Linked DNA regions of Rattus norvegicus: region 1 is linked to region 2. A link is a contact called in public Hi-C data. All regions are on one chromosome and are shown on one strand. Each heading gives the region's core, a stretch centred on a gene start, on an enhancer-like site or on the middle of the called end of the contact. The rest is flanking DNA. Distances are from core to core; before and after follow the strand shown.

Evidence for each region. Hi-C and Micro-C count contacts between places; a contact is called where the count stands out from the background.
Region 1: a contact with region 2 is called in a Hi-C map of liver, with 6 times the contacts expected there. The contact joins the promoter of Odc1 here to the enhancer-like site in region 2. A contact is called at or near these places in 3 of 12 Hi-C or Micro-C datasets (kidney and liver).

What each region holds. Positions count from the first base shown.
Region 1 is chr6:46,056,397-46,060,653 of GRCr8, forward strand. Odc1 (ornithine decarboxylase 1) reads left to right here and starts at 2,269. Exons shown (of 12, transcript NM_012615.3): 1 at 2,269-2,455. Snora80l1 (small nucleolar RNA, H/ACA box 80 like 1) reads left to right here and starts at 3,451; the gene lies at 3,451-3,584.
Region 2 is chr6:45,962,745-45,966,578 of GRCr8, forward strand. No RefSeq gene overlaps it. Among named protein-coding and RNA genes, the nearest start is that of Cfdp1l1, 19 kb to the right of the region's middle. Within about 2 kb of position 1,652, at least 1 of the 93 cell types and tissues checked has an H3K27ac peak or open chromatin away from gene starts, as enhancers often do. A contact at or near this core is called in liver, where this site is marked.

The sequences.
Region 1 (4,257 bases), core at 1,019-3,518, 94 kb after region 2:
CCTTCTGTTCCCACCCTGACAACTGGTTCACGTACAGGACTTCACCTCTCCAGGGTTTGGGCAGGAATTGGAATGTGGGTGGGTTGGTGCCCTACACACACAGGCAAGAGTAGTTCACATAATTTGGAATGGTCTCCTGGTCTTCCTGAACAAGACCTGCGTTCTCCTTCCAGTTAAGGTTTCCAAAACTAAAGCACTATGTTTATCTCCCATCACAGAGATAAAGATGCTAATTGAATGCTTGAGGCTGTACATTCTCTGATCCGGCCCCAACAGCTAATCCCATCCTTGGGGAAGAAAGGAGTTGTTAGGAAGGAATCCCACATTCTTCTGCTCTGCATGGCACCTTGTGACTACTCCAGGATTATAGAAAAATAAGAAAGAACAGGGTGCCCAAGAGAAGAGTGTAACGCCCATCCCATTGTTGTATGGACAACTCGCTTGATGCTTTTGGGGCTCTTGCTTCTTTCTGCAGAAGCCATGATTCAGGGAGAAGTGAATCACTCGTTCTTTCATTCACTCATTCAACAAATATTCACGGACTATGCCCCAGGTCTTGAAGTGGGTACCAGGGTTTTCCTCCCAGGACTTGGGTACATGAGATGAAGACTGAAGGGGGCTTGCACAAAACAATTGCACAGCAATTTAGGAGGGGAGCTAGATTGTGGATTTCCTCTAGGGACCTCTGAAGAAAAGCCAGTAGGGTTTGTTTGTTTGTTTGTTTGGCTTTGTTTTTGTGAAGGGTCTCACTATGTTGCCTTGGTTGGTCTGGAACTCTTTGTAGACTATGCTGGTCTCAAATTTACAGAGATCTAGCTGGTGAAGGGACATACCTTTAATCCAACCACTCCCGAGACAGAGGCAGGTGGATCTCTGAGTCCAAGGACAGCCTGGTTTACAGAGGGAGTTCCAGTACAGCCAGGGCTACACCCAGAAGCCAGGTCTCAAAAACAAACAAAAAATCAAATAAACAAAAAGCCTGCCTCTGCCTCCTGAGTGCTGGGATTAAAGGCTTGGGTCATCTGGTCTCATGCTTGAAAAAGCTACTTCGAAAGCTACTTTTTTCATTTGCTTTGCTGTGATTCTTCAAGATAGTTTTTGTTGGTACTCCTCTGGGATCCCGGCATCCGGGCTTGGAAAGGGGTTTTAGTTGAGAATTAACAAACCATTAACAGCGTGTACATAGTAACAAGTTGGAGTTACTCCTAAGTCTTCCCAATACTGAATATGTAAGTAACCAGTCAGTCCCACTTATTCTTTAACAATGTAACTTTGGTGGGGGCTGGGGATTTAGCTCAGTGGTAGAGCGCTTACCTAGGAAGCGCAAGGCCCTGGGTTCGGTCCCCAGCTCCAAAAAAAAAAGAACCAAAAAAAAAAAAAAAAAACCAATGTAACTTTGGTGGATACAAATTCACTGCCCAGACTCTTTTCCGGTCCAGACTTCTCAAAGTGACTTAGTTGTAGCTACCCTGAAAGATTTAACAGAATAAGGGACAGCTGTTGGCTTGAAACCCCTCAACCTCTTCCCTAACATGCGACTCTTGCTTAGATAAAAGGCATTATCTTAGCATGCAACTGGTGCCTAGAATCTAGTTGGAAGCTACCAACGTAAAACGGAGTGGCTCTCCAGCCTCTGCTGGCTTGTCTCTCAGCAAGTTTTCAGGCATAGGCACACAGGGTGGTGAAGCAGGGTCAATCTACACCACGAAGTCTAGTCTACGTGGCCCGCACACAACTCAAGGCCCATCCATCCTCGGCTCGCACCTGCGATCCCGCCAGGGAATAAATACTACGCGCTGAATGCAAAGCCGAGGAAGAGTTTTGCTAGTCTTCCAGGCCAGGGCTCAGCCGTTAGGACCCGGGGAGAGACTGCGTGATTGAACCGGTTGCAAGACGGACGACCAAGCGCCTGTGCGCATGCACCGGCCGAATCCCGCCTGCTGCCCATAGGACCCTGCGGCAAGCTGGTAGTCAGGACTGGTGGTGTGGTGCGCGTGCGCGGGCCTGCCGCAGGGAGTGTCCGGCACGAGGCCGGGCGGGGAGCGCGGGCGGATGGGCGGGGGGCTGGGCACGCGCGGCGCCCCGCCCCACTGACGCGCCGGGCCCGCGCCTCCCGCCTCCGGCGTCGGGAACCGGGTTGGCCGCCAAGGAGTCCCCGCCCCTCCCCCGCGCCTCCCGGCCGGAACCGATCGGGGCTGGTTTGAGCTGGTGCGTCTCCATGACGACGTGCTCCGCCTATAAGTAGCGGCGCGTCGCACCGTCGGGCTTTGTCAGTCCCTGCAGCCGCCGCCGCCGGCCGCCTTCAGTCAGCAGCTCGGCGCCACCTCCGGTCGGCGACTGCGGCGGGCTCGACGAGGCGGCTGACGGGGCGGCGGCGGGAAGACGGCCGGGTGCGCCTTGGGGTTTAGTGGCGGCTTCTCCATGGGTCCAGCCAGCCGCTTCCCTGTGCTGTGAGGTAAGCGGGGCGCGGGAGGATTGTGCGGCCACGTGTCGCGAGGCCCGGACTGCGGTCGCCGGCAGGGGACACGTGGCCGGAGGCTGGTGACCTTGCGAGCCTCCGCCCTGAAGGCAGCAGCTGTTCCTGGCCCTTGGCTGCAAGCCCTCGGATCGCCCCATGGGAGCCCGCATCGTGTCAGCCGGGCTCGGCGCTCCACTTGCCCGGGCGGTGATGGAGGGCAGGTGCAGGGGAGCCCGGCCGCTAGCAGCCGCCCTGCAGTTTCCTGCTTTCTTTAGTTTTGCTACGTGTACAGAGCAGAGCTGATGGACTCGAAGTGGAAGTCGATAGACCTAATTTAGTCAGGGAGTCCCTGCTAATGAATACTCACCGGCTGTGACTTGGATTTAGAACTGAACTCTTTGAATGACTTAGGGGTTTACGGGAAACCGGATTCCCGGCTGTCTTGGAAGCCCGACTCAGAATCCTCAATAACTGGTAGAACTGGGGAGCAGATCCTGTCAGGAATGTCTGGGAGAGGACAAAAGAATGCAGTGGCTTGTTTTATTCAAACCTAACATCGGGCAGAATTTGACTGGAGTTCATTTTTGTTTTAATTGGCTTGTATCTCATCCAGATTTAACTTCTTGTGCTAATTGTTTAACAGGATTTAGCTGCTTCCCATGCCAAAGTGTTAGCATTTTTTTTCTTTTATCTTTTTTTTCTTTTTCTTTTTTTTTTTTTTTTTTTTTTGTATTGAGGCAAAGATAGGGAAAGGCAAAATAAGTGGTATTTCAATGAAAGTTTTCCAGGTTTAAGCCGGAAGGCTGCCTGGAAAATACTTAACAAGACCTAAAATTACAAAGTTACTGCCAAAGCCCATTCATCAGTTCTAAGTGATATACAACTGAGTTGGCTGGCGCTGGTCTGTAGTCTTCACTTAAGAGAGGTTTATGCAGCTAACGAAGTTGACCAGTGCCAAAAGTCTCCTTAAAGCTTAAAGTGTGCTTTATCATGCATGGATTTGGATTTATGACAGGCTCATCCCCGTGGGCCTCTCATAGTGTCCCGTGCTAGAGCAAACTGGCTCCTAACCATTGCCCAGCCTTGGTGCATGTAGGCTGCTGGCACTGAAGTGGGTCACACAATGGAAAAAAGTTTTACCTGGCCACTTGCTGCTGGTGTCCATTTCATAAGACCCAGGCAGGAGCTTTTATTAAGCGTGGTGATCTTGCTTATTTTTGTTAGTAAAAAAGTTGGCCAAAAATTCCTTCAATATGGTTATTATCCATAAGTGGATATTAGAAGGCACTTGAGGACTGTTGGATTCCCAGAAGTGCGCATTTGGTAGGCAATCCAGGCTCTAGAATACTGATGTTTCATAACAGTAACAATATACTGTGAATTGAATTTTTTTAAATGCTAGTACTGCATAAAAGTTAGGGAAGTTTTGGTGGATTGCACACTAACATTGAGTGCTCTGGATACCTGATATACTGTATTCACTAAGTCATTCAGCATAACTCTGCAAGTGGGAGAAAAAGACCTTTTCAGGACTGCATGTTACTGTATGCCCATTAAAGTTTTTGAAGAGCTGGAATGGCTCAAATGAAGCAGATAGGAACATGTAATAATGCCAGTAATTAGACTGTTAACTCCGTTCCGTTTTGGAGAGGGGCAGGGATTGAGATGTTCTATGTGTATAGAGCTGTGGCATTCAGTTTTGAACAGTGTGGAATCTATTTGAGTATTGGAGATATTTGGGGGGGGGTCTTCACGTAGTTCTGACCTCACAGTTGATCTTCCTGTACTGTGTACTCTCT
Region 2 (3,834 bases), core at 402-2,901:
GCGGGGGTGGGTGGGAGGAAGAAATGGGGAGGTGTCTTGATTTTATTGAGAGCAAGAGGAGTGAGCACCCTTTGGGACTGGGTGACCTTCTCCATTCTGCCATTCTTTTTTCTCTCTCTTTCTTTCTTTCTTTCTTTCTTTCTTTCTTTCTTTCTTTCTTTTCTTTTCTTTTCTTTTCTTTTCTTTTCTTTTCTTTTCTTTCTTTCTTTTTGCCCAGAAAGCAACCTAGGAGACCCCAGGCTTCCTGCCAGCTTCAGCCTTTTCCTGTATAAACCCTGGAGGCAACCGGGCCCCAGAGCTGGAGCATGGCCCGCTTCTCCCGGATGTGTTTGCGGAAGTGTTCGCCAGCACGCTCCATTTGGAAATGTCTTAAGATGAAACACAGTTGTCCCTGATGAGCAGGCTAGGTGACAGGAGAGGCTGCAAAACAAGGTCATTTCCTCTGAGGATGCCAAGTTTGGGGGTCCTGCCGTTACCGCCTTTGTACATCCTGCAGTGATGACTCAACTTCAATTTCCCTCCCAACGCTTTAAGTGGTTTCCATGCAGTAGGCCAGTGCCTGAAGGAGCCACATCTGCAGGCCCAGAGAGAGGCAGCATAGCCAGCCTTCTGTTCCACTGCCGTACCCTTTCATTCCGCACCCGGGCCCTGCGCTACAGCTTCGCACTGTGAATTGTGACAAAAATAACAGAAGCGACTAGAGAAAGGAAGGGTTTATTTTGGATCACGGTTCGGGAGTACAGTCGTCATGGCGGGGAAGGCACATGCACGGCAGCAGGGGCACTGCGGAGGCACCGGACCTCATTGCATTTGCAGTCAAGCAGAGAGGTGAATGCTGGCACTCAGCTCTCTGTCCCTTTGATTCAGTCCAGGACCCCAAGTCCAGGGAATGGTGCTGCCCACGGTGAGGGTGGGTCTTCCCACCTCAACAATTGCACCTAGAAACTCTCTCTCAGGCATGCCCAGAAGTTTGTCTCCTAGATTCTAGATCCTGTCAAATTGACAAATGAGCCACCATTTGGGGGTGTGTCCCAAATGGCCTTTTAAACATTTTTTTAAAATAATTTTTAAAATTTTGGGGGTGGGGGGTATGGGGCTGGAGAGATGACTCAGCACTTAGAGCACTGGCTGTTCTTCCAGAGGACCTGGGTTCTATTCCCAGCACCCACATGGCAGCTCACAACCGTCTGTAACTCCAGTTCCAGAGGATCCGACACTGTCATGCAGATGTAAAGACATATGTGTAGGTAGAACCCCAGTGCACATGATATGAAAATAAATATTTTTTTAAAAATGTGTGTGTGTGTGTGTGTGTGACTGTGTGTGACTGTGTGTGACTGTGTGTGACTGTGTGTGACTGTGTGTGACTGTGTGTAGGTAGTCTATGTGTGCCTGTGCCTTCAGGGACTAGAAGAGGATACTGGAATTACTTGAAGTTGTGAGCTGCCCCCATGTGGGTGATAAGGACTGAACGTGGGTCCTCCTGCAACACAAGCTCCTTTAACTGCAAAGCCATGTCCCCAGCCCGACGTGAGCAACTCATTAAGCATGAAATTCAGTGGCACTAAGTTTGTGCACACTGTGGGGTGGCATCTCCACTGTCCACTTCCAAAGCTTTGTTACCTGGTGACACCCTGTGCCCCGTGACCGCTAGCCTGCCCAGCTGCTGGTGACCTTTGCTCTAGCTGCTGACCGTGAAGTTGCCTCATCTCGTGGGACCGTCCAGTCTTGACCTTTTGTGTCTAGCTCATTTCGCTAACTATGTGGTGTTCAAGGTTGATCTCTGTGGTAGCATGTTGGCATGCCACTCCTTCCTGTGGCTGCGTAATAACCCTGTTGAATGGGCGCACACCACATGCTGCCTCTCTGTTCCTTTGTTACCAGGGACACTGGCTTGCTCCCTCCTGTTTAGCATGCAGTGTGCAGCTGTGAATACTGTTCAACTATGTAAGGAGTTACAATGCTCCCCCACATCGTTGTAAACAAAGATTTAGTTAGTGTGCATGTCTGTGTGCCCATATGTAGGTCAGAAGACACCTCTAAGGAGTTGATTCTCCTTTTTCACCTTATGGGTCCTGGGGATCGAACTCAAGACAGGCTTGACAGCAAGCACCTTCACCCACTGAGCCACCCCATAGGCCCCTCCTGTGTCTTTGATTTGCATTTTCCTGTCGCCACTTGGCATCTTTCTGGGTGTGTAGGGACCATCAGAAGCCACTATCCAAGACCTTGTCTGTTTTTCAGTTGGGTCCTATTTTTTTATTTGTTTATTTGTGTGTTTGTTTTGTTTTTCAAGACAGGGTTCCTCTGTGTAGCCCTGGCTGCCCTGGAACTCGCTATATAGACCAGGCTGGCCTACAATTCAGAGATCCTCCTGCCTCTCTGTCTGTCCAGTGCTGAGATTAAAGGTGTGTGCCACCACTGCCCAGGGGTCCATATTGTTATTATTGTTGCTGCCTTAGGGAAATTATTTACATACTCTGGACACTGTCCCCTGTTCTGGTATTTAATTTCTACCTACGCGTGCATTTATAGCTGCAACAGGAAGTCAGATTTGTGAGTAGTGGACTGGAAGTCTTCTTAGCCACTTCCTGCTCCCAGTGTTACTAGAGGGAGTTTCCGGGGTGCCCCACAATCAAGGTCCGGGTTCTCTGTATTTCAGGCAAATAGTCCAACAAGAGCAGAGTAGAATAAAAAAAAAAATACAGATTTATTAGAGGTGAGCATAGAACCAGAGAATACGGTTCACAGAATGGGAGTGCACTCAAGAGCCCCAGTCTGGGGTCCAGAGTCTGAAGGGTGGACTCTTCTTTGGCTTCTGTAGGTGATAGCTTTTCACTGTTTGCTGGAGGAGGGCATCTAATCATGGTAGTGGTCTAGGGTAGTCTGAGTGACAGGTCGTTTGAATGTCCTGGAGTTAACATTTTTAATGCCTCATAGCCATGTCTTGCTAATTCTCTCTTCCTGCCTCACAGGGAAAAGAAAGGGTTTTCAGTTAATGGGGTAGCTGGAAGACTAACCTGGGAACAGAAGGGGCAACATCAGAGTCAAGTCCACCCAACTCTTCTACGTCCATAGCAAGCGATGTCTGTAGTGCAGTCTGGACAGACCTGTCCTGACAGTTGTATGTTAATTGGACATAAGCTAGAGTCGTCTGAAAGGAAGGAGCCATTGAGAGCTTCCTTGCAATCTGTGAAGCATTGTCTTAATTAGTGATTGATTGTGGGGGTTAGGGGGAGGCAGCCCATGGTAGATGGTGCTATCCCCTGGCTGGTGATCTTGGATTCTATAAGAATGCAGGCTGAGCAAGCCAGTAAACAGCATTCCCCACCCCCCACCTCCATGGTCTCTGCATCTGCTCCTGCCTTTAGGTTCCTGCTTTGTTTAAGTTCCTGCTTTGACTTCCTTTGGAGACAGGCACACTTTCAGTGCCGGACCTGGAACCTGCTTCTTTGCAGCTTCCATAGTGGATACATCAGTATTCCCAAAAGTGACAGCATGCCCACTAAAGCCAGCAGGTCCTTGGGTTGTCCAACCCAGGCAGTCCTGGCATCACCCAAGAGAGTTACTTACAGAATTCCCCTGGTAACCCTAGTCAGGTCGGTTCCCGGGCAAGGGTCACCATGAGTGGCCTGTTCCTTCTTCCAACCTGACCTCTGGCTGGCTGCCTCCAGGCACAGTAAGCTGCCCTTGTCCTGTTTCCACAAGGAAGTGCAGAAGAGGTACTAGGTAAGGTACTTTAGGCTCAAAGCTACTAAGACAGAGGGCCTGTGAGTCTCTCCCCATAGGTAGACTTGTCCTGGGGTGTGTACCAGCAGGCAGGAATCTGGCCCT